Linked DNA regions of Macaca mulatta: region 2 is linked to region 1. A link is a contact called in public Hi-C data. All regions are on one chromosome and are shown on one strand. The core of a region is the stretch at or near the end of the contact, and the rest is flanking DNA. Distances in the headings are between cores, read along the strand shown. Region 1 holds the start of PPP2R5E (protein phosphatase 2 regulatory subunit B'epsilon). Region 2 holds the start of SGPP1 (sphingosine-1-phosphate phosphatase 1).

Region 1 (3,980 bases), core at 480-2,979:
AGCAAGGTGAAATTTACTACTACTGAAACTATCTAGGCATAACTTTTAATGGGATGTGCTATGTAAGCTGTGATAAACTATACCACACTGCAAATGAGGACAGGCTACATTACTTTAAACAAAACACATAAAAGGTATAATTAAAATATTTCAAAGAAGTCTTCTTTTTGAATAAAGCCACCTTACGTTATTAAAGCTTAATAAAAACTATGAGGAAATCAAGCACCAAAGTTGAACTAAAAACATAAATTCACAGCCTACTGAAACAACCAAGTTGAGTTCCCTTGAGGTTTAGACCTTGAAGTTTAGTTCATCATCAAATACCAATTTTCATTCCATCAAACTTATGGAACCGAACCGCACTTTTGCATTGTTTAACCCTCTTGAGTTATTAAAATGAAGGCTATTTCCTTAAAGTAACAAGCGTTAAGCTTAATTTCATTCACCAATTTAAACAGATGCCATCATTTCCATGGCACTGAGGTTCCATGCAAGACTAACGGCAGACTCGGATAGAAATAATGCATATGGGGGAAATGCTGAAATGCAATTACTCACCTGTCATTCCAATACACAAGACAAGTGGTTTTTAACTTCTAAATAAAAGAGTAAGGGAATTTCTTCCTGAACACGTGAGAACAAAAAGTTACCTGGATTACGTGGATTTTGACAATGAAAAAATAACCAAAAATATTTAAAAACACATACACACATATGATGTTGACGTTTGGAATTTGGAAGTCTTCTTTGGTTTTCTTAAAAAAAAAAAGTTTTTAAAAATCCACCTAATTTAGCCTTAATATAATGTGATGGATACAAAACAGAATCACAAACTATGAATGACTACAGATGTTAAGATCACTTTAAAATATCAAAATGACTGCATCAGCCAAAAGCTCCACATCTTATTTGTACGTTGTAAATTTAGGGGCCGATTTTCCAATCGGGTATGTGAATTATTTAGACTTCATTCTAACTCTTAACACTACAAAATTTCAGTAAATCCTCTTCCTCCATCGTTCTTTTTGTCTCTTTTTATCTCTCATCTCTCATCCCTACAGATGATATATAGGTAGCTTTTTAAAAAATCATTTACCCCTTATGCCCGAGGCCCAGAATAAGTATCAGGGATCGCAACCCTGAAGCATTGCAAAACTGAACGTAAGGTAACAGCGGGTCCGTGCAAAGCCCAGGGAAACAGGTTTCGCTCTGGGCCAGGGCGCCCGAAGCTTTATCATCCTCTAATCATCAGGCACAGGGCATTTCCACGGCTCAGGATAATCCAAAGGTGGTAAGGGGAAGTAGGGAAAGACAAGGAAGGGGTTTGTCTGTGGGGATGCTTATATACACCCTTTGCTCCTAACCCACACCCCAAGCCCTGGAGAAGATAAGCTGCTAGAGAATCCTCCTCATAAAGGGGAGCAAGAAAACGCCTCCAATCCCAGAAGGTGGAGAAAAAGGGGGGAGGGGGCAGAGTGAATGTGAGGCATCATCAGAAGCATTTGTAGGTAAATCAGACAAGTGGGACGGGCGCTCCCGCTCCTGCACCCCACCTCACCGCACCCCTCGCCTGCCCGGCCAGGCCTTCCCAAGGCCGGTGCCCCATAGGTCCCCCAGGAGGACCGGGAGGAAGAAGAGAAGCGGGCGAGCCGCGGTGCTGGAGGAACGAAGTTACCTTGAAGCTTCTGGGGAAGAATCCGAAGATGATCTGTGGCTTGGAGGGGCGGGAGACGGGCGAGGGGGCCGCAGCGGGGGCGGGCGGCGGGACCGGGACGTGCAGGGGGAGGTCCGGGCAGCTGCAGGGAGCCCGGGGCGACGGCTGTCCGGTGCAGGGTCCCTCCGGTTCCGCGGCGGCGGAGCCTCTAGGCCTCACGGCCGGACCCGAACCTCAGCGTTCCGGTGGCGGCGGCGGCCTCACGATCCTCCCCCGCGGGCCCGTCCCATCAAATCGGCACCGACCCCGTTGCGGCTCCGCCGGTGGCTCCTCGCTCACATTCCTGGCGGGCGGCGCCTCAGCTCGTTGCCCCGGACCCGGCGGCGGCGGCGACGACGTGGGGAGGGGGGGAAGGGAGGGAGGAAGACTGGATCTGCAGCGGCAGCAAGAGAAGGGGACAGGAGAAGGAGGAGGAGCCGCAGGAGCTGGAGCCGCCGCTGCCAGAGCCACCTTTCGCTACCCGCGGTGGGTCCCCGTCAATGCCCCTTTCTCTCTCCTATTGTCAATATCACCGGGCGGCTGAGTCCATGGCACACGCGCAACCGAACCTTCTGGCCAGCAGCGCCCGCCTCCGGCGCCCGCCCACTGGAGACTTCAAACGGGAAGCGAGGCCTCATTGGCCAGTATCCGCCTTCACTCCCCTGACAGCATGTTCGGTTGAGACCTGATCAGGGATTGGCGGCAGGAGGGCGGAGAAACAGGAGAGTGGGAAGAGAGGAGGTCGAGGATTGGGCCGAAGCGTGAGGGACCCGGATGCAGCCGCGATCTCTGGCGGTGCAGCTGCCCCGGCGGTGGGGCAGGCTGAAGTGGGAAGCCGCTGGGCCTGAGAGGAGCTGTTAAATTCCGGGAGGTGTAAGACTAGCAGATCAGCTGGCTGGCTTTCCGTGCTTTGCGGAGCCTTTGGCGGCGGTCATCTTGGACCAGAGGGTTCCAAGGGCATGGGTCGGCTAAGAGTGGGGGAGCCCTGGAGACTTGATCCCGCCCTGCAGCTAGTGTGGCCCCTCAGGGCTTGGGGAGTCCCACTCTGGACGGGACCCTGCGATGCGTAGACAGGAATAAGATCTCCGGCCCGCGCCGGTGCGCCACTGGTTGTGTAAATGGGTCCCTTGAAACCCCCAGCAGTCGCTCTCCGCTGAACCTTCGAATTCTCTCTCACCTCGTCTCCTTTTCCTTAAACGTCTGTTTTGAATATCAGCCCCCTGGAGCGTTGAGGCCAGCGCTGGTTTAGTTAATGCAGGTGGGGAAAACGCTGTCGCCACAGTTTGCAGTCTATTTATCTATTCATTCAGAATATCCGCCTCCCCCCCGCCCCCGTCAGCCGAGTGCTCAGAGCTCGGAAAGACCCAGCTCCAAACTAGGAGTTTCAAGATTTTAATTGGCAAGTTGGACCCGAAAGAGTTAATGGAGAAGACTACTTAAATCTATCTAGAACAAGTGCTGAGATATTTGGAGATGTGTTTTTATGCTTGGTGAATGCAAACGGCCAAATGGTACATTTCCAGATAATATTCCTGGATTAATGTTATTTGAATGCATCCTACATACATTTTTTGAGAGGAAAAAAGAAAAATTATTAATGCTAGCTACAAACGTCAGAGTACCAATTGTTCAAAACTTAGAAAATGGGGAGGGGAGGAACAAAAAAATTTAACATTCATATTTTCTCAACTCAGAGATAACCAACTACAGTATTTGCATACTTCCTTCTAGTAGTTTTTATATTAATAATGTGTGTCGATCTGTAGCCTAGTTTTTTCCCTCAGCATTATATCATCTTTTCGATACGTTTAGGGAATAGAGCTATATATAAATAAAACTATATGTACCATATGTACAAGTGACAACGAAAAATGCATTTGCATTTCTCCTGTTTGTGTTGTTAAACACTAGAGTTTTGAAATTTTCTTTGCACACTCCCAGAAATGGCTCTTGAGTGGAAAAATAATTTTGTGCCATGAAAGATAAAAATATTCCTGCTTTGAACTGAAATGGAAAACGAAAAGATGACTCTTAGATGGAAGCAGGCTCCCCCTACTGACTCCAGATGATTGGCCACTGTATGGCGAGTGCCCACTTTTGCCGTGATAAAGTTCATTACCACTAAGTATGAACTATAGAATACCAGCAGTCTGGTTCCTACCCTCAAGAACCTTAAATTTCCATATCTCAATATCCTGTACAGTCTTCATGAAAGTTCAGTGTCCCACCCAAGGACTTGTTTCTTCTATCTTTGATTGAGGGTAAATGCAGAATTAAAACCAAGGAA
Region 2 (3,980 bases), core at 1,101-3,600, 200 kb after region 1:
AGAGCAAAAATAGCTATTTTCTCTTACTTTGACTGCTAATACTAATAGCATACAAAATAGCTACTCACTGAGAAGGCATCATAAAAGGCTCTATTGTTACAGAATCCTAAAAGTCTCATGAAAATAAGAGAAACATCATCAGCTAACATCATCAGGCCAAACACAGCTCACTGAAAATTTTAAATTCATAAATACTTAGATTAAATGAAAAATTCGAGATATTTATCTATCACGCAAAACAGGTTAGCACTGCTTCACAATCTGAACATCACCGTACAGCTCCTTTGGTTAAACAGAAAAAAACTTCCCATGGTACTCTTTCCTCCTAATTCTGCCATTCTTACTATGCACAATGCGTATTTTCCATGTACTGTGAGAGAGATGCACTACACAGAATTATCCATGGGGATAAAATTTTATCTACACTGAAATTTAATGTGGGATAAGTAAGCTTACCATAATGGAGTTTTACACAGAATGTGTATTTCTCAATGTAAAATGATTTTGTGAAGTAAAGGGGAAAAATAGAGGAAGTTTGTTTCCTTAGAGCCTCCATAATTACGCACTTTATTCTTAAAATAAGGGACTGGTCTGCAGGATTAACAAATCTTACAATTCAAAGACAGATAAACATCGGAAGGACAAAAGAAGTAAGCAAAATAAAAACGATTACCATTAAAAACTCTTCCCTTGGCAGTTTTCAGAGAGGGTTAAAAAAAAAAAAAAAACTCTTCCTGATTGTCAGGCTGAACCTGCTGTCACATTTGCCATTTTTATAAACCCACTAGTCTGATCAAGAGCCCTATCTTTAAGAATAACTTCTAAACCATGCATTTTTAGAGTTAATGAGGTAATAATACTATAGTATTACAGTTGTAGCTCAACAACTGTTAAGATACTACAGATCAGTAATCCAGAAGATAATTAAACTTTATCAGCAAAGTAGCAACCACACCCCTTAAAAACAACTCACACTGTGCTCCGTTAACTTCCATAAAGGGAATTTCGCTGAAAATCGATTACTTCATTGCTTGAAACTAGCACGTTTGTTTTGGAATTACAGCAAGGTTTTGTAAACACTGTCTCACGGTAAAGCTAATGACTTTACCTCTTTCCGAAACAATCAGTTTCAGGGAAGGCACCATATATTACGGTGAAACTGGGTCTTAGTTTACATAGCGATTAATTATTTTAAAAATTAACTTCCACTGTGCATTGCAAGAATTAAAGCCGTTTTAAAAACTCAACCAAAGCCCAATGACAATATATTACTCTAGAAAAAGTGTGTCCTTTGGGTTCTAAGAAAGGCATTAAATGGGAATTTAATATTAAAATATAATTCAATGGCTAAGTCTCTAGTTTCCCCCAATCACTTAATTTTTCAAAACCCAGAAAGGGCCTGTTTGAGGGTATTGTGAAAACCTGTGGAAAGAGAGGCTTTGGAGGGGAACGGCCGAATTAAAATAAATGCAGAGAGCAAAGAGAACTCCGAGTTCTTTGAACTCCCCCAGGCTGAACAGGACGAGAGGGAACCTTACCTGCCAGCGGCCATAGGTGAGGAGGACCATAGAAATGGGGATGGCGGTGCCGGACATGGCATGAGTGGAGGGCATGCTGTACTCGGAGTTGTAGAAGACCTCTAACTTGACCACGGGCGGCGAGGCGGGCCGCGGCCAGCGGATGATGTCCTTGGTGCACTGGCCCAGGTACATGACCAGCACCCAGATGACCACGAGCCTCCGGCCCACCAGAGGGTCCAGGTTCCAGATCCAGAAGGGGAAGAACAGGATGTAGAAGAGTTCGTTGCCCAGCTCCGTGCCGAAGCAGAACAGGCAGTAGAGCGGCCAGTTGCTCACGCGGGCCAGCTGGCCCTCCTCGCCCGTCAGCGAGTTGCGGCGCAGGGCGCCCGCGCGCCGCGGCGAGGCCGGGCCCAGCTCGGCCGCCAGCCCGTTCCGCACGCCGTTGGGGGAGCCGCCGCCGTCCGGCTTGGCGGGGCACTGATTGCGGTCGCTCCCGGGCGGCTGGGGTCCTCCGGGCGCCCCCGGCGGCCGCCCTCGCAGTCGAGGGTCTCCGGCGAGGGGCGCCTCCGCCTTCTCATCCTCCCTTGGATCTGCTGAGCGGCGCGGCGGCGCTTCCACCCCGCACAGCCGCTGAAAACGGGCCACTTTCTGCGGGTCCTGCAGACGGCCAACCAGCTGGGCCAGGCGCTGCCTCAGCGACATGATAACAGAACCCCCGGGAAGGCTGGCCGGCCCCCGGCACAGCCCCGAACTGTCCCCGCGCTCTCGGCCAGCAGCAGCAGTACCGGCACCGCGCTCTACCCGCCGGAGTGCGCCGGGTGACGGCGCCACAGGCCGCTGCGGCCGCCGCGCGCCCTCGCGCGCCCCTCCCTCTCTGCGCGCGCCCCGCCACCGCCCGCGGCCTCGGCGCGCGCGCCGCGCCGCGCCGCGCCCCGCCCCGCCCCGCCCCGCCCCGCCCCCGCCCGGGATCCCTGAGGGGCCGGGCTGCGAGGTTCAGCCCTGAGCGCATCCGGCGGCTGCTTGGCGTTGAGGATCGGCAGGCGGCCGCTTTGAGGTCCCCGGTAATAACCACCAGCAGGCGTCGCGGCGTGTTTCCCTGCTCTACCTTCAGCCCTTCTTCCACGCGGGCTAGTGTCGCCGGATTCCCTCAGCCAGACGTTGACTTGAAGAGGCCACGATCCTGGTGCCAGCTTGTGCAATGCCTGTGACCAAGCAGCCGGACATTCTGCGGGCACAGAACCAAATGGTGAATGATCAATGAAGGCGAAGCAACCACCACGAGTCCGGAATCATTCGACTCAAGTAATTAACAAGTAATTACAGAGCTGTCCCAGGCGACTGATGTTCGGAAAACCACGTGCCAATTGACCAGTGTTGGCAAGACTACATGTAGATCCCAAGACAGAGCCAGGTGATATTAACAGGTGTGGTCTGCAAAAGAAAACCCAGCCACCTACAAATTCAAAATACTGTATCATTTATCAAATATTTTGGTATATGTTAAGGGAGCACAGGTGTTCTTGACTTAAGTGTAAAATTTCCTTTTCATAGATTCTAATACCTAGAGGGCTTGCACAGAATAAATGTAGAGGATGAATGCAGTATATAGATTTTTAAGTTTGATAACGTTAATTTAGACGCTTAACTTCCCTGTCTCACAAGTTACCAACTTGACTTCTAGCTAGAGCAGTTTATAAGGTCTCTGGATTCCTCAGGTCAGGTGAATGTCTTTTATGTATATCTGGAGAGAGAGAGATGAGACAGAGTCTCGCTATATTGCCCAGGCTGGTCTCCAACTCCTGGGCTGAAGTGATTCTCCTGCCTTGGCCTCCCAAAGTGCTGGGTTTACAGGCGTGAGCCACCACACCCGGCCATGGTCAGGTGAAGGTCTGTAATTAAAGAATGTGAACTACTTCCAAGAAACAGGCTTGAAATTGCCCCATGCCTTTAAGACACCAGAAATGTTTTCCTTCAGGCGTGGTAGTTAATGCCTGTAATCCCAACACTTTGGGAGGTCGAGGAGGGAGGATGGCTTGAGTCCAGGAGTATGACAACAGCCTGGGCAACGTAGGGAGACCCCACCTCTACAAAAAATGAACAAAATTAGCCGGGCAGGGCTGGGCGCAGTGGCTTACGCCTGTAATCCCAACACTTTGCGAGGCCTAGGCGGGCGGATCACCTGAGGTCGGGAGTTAAAGACCAGCCTGACCAACATGGAGAAACCCCCTCTCTACTGAAAATAAAAAATTAGCGGCGGGGTGGCACATGCCTGTAATCCCAGCTACTGGGGAGGCTGAGGCAGGAGAATTGCTTGAGCCCTGGAGGCGGAAGTTGTGAGCCGAGATCGCGCCATTGCACTCCAACCTAGGCAACAAGAGTGAAACTCTATCTCAAAAAAAAAAAAAAAAAAAGCCAGGCATGGTGGCCCACACCTGTAGTCCCAGATAACTAGGAGACTGA

What was found. Hi-C and Micro-C count contacts between places; a contact is called where the count stands out from the background.
Region 2: a Hi-C map of fetal cortex germinal zone shows a contact between it and region 1, with 4 times the contacts expected there. The contact joins the promoter of SGPP1 here to the promoter of PPP2R5E in region 1. A contact is called at or near these places in 2 of 14 Hi-C or Micro-C datasets (fetal cortex germinal zone and fetal cortical plate).

What each region holds. Positions count from the first base shown.
Region 1 is chr7:136,633,366-136,637,345 of T2T-MMU8v2.0, forward strand. It overlaps PPP2R5E (protein phosphatase 2 regulatory subunit B'epsilon), which reads right to left and starts at 1,730. Exons shown (of 14, transcript NM_001266743.2): 1 at 1,676-1,730. LOC114679579 (a long non-coding RNA gene) reads left to right here and starts at 1,704. Exons shown (of 1, transcript XR_013396306.1): 1 at 1,704-3,284.
Region 2 is chr7:136,836,302-136,840,281 of T2T-MMU8v2.0, forward strand. SGPP1 (sphingosine-1-phosphate phosphatase 1) reads right to left here and starts at 2,351. Exons shown (of 2, transcript XM_077941131.1): 1 at 1,539-2,351. The coding sequence starts at 2,222. It overlaps LOC144330287 (a long non-coding RNA gene), which reads left to right. Exons shown (of 3, transcript XR_013396326.1): 3 at 1-2,391.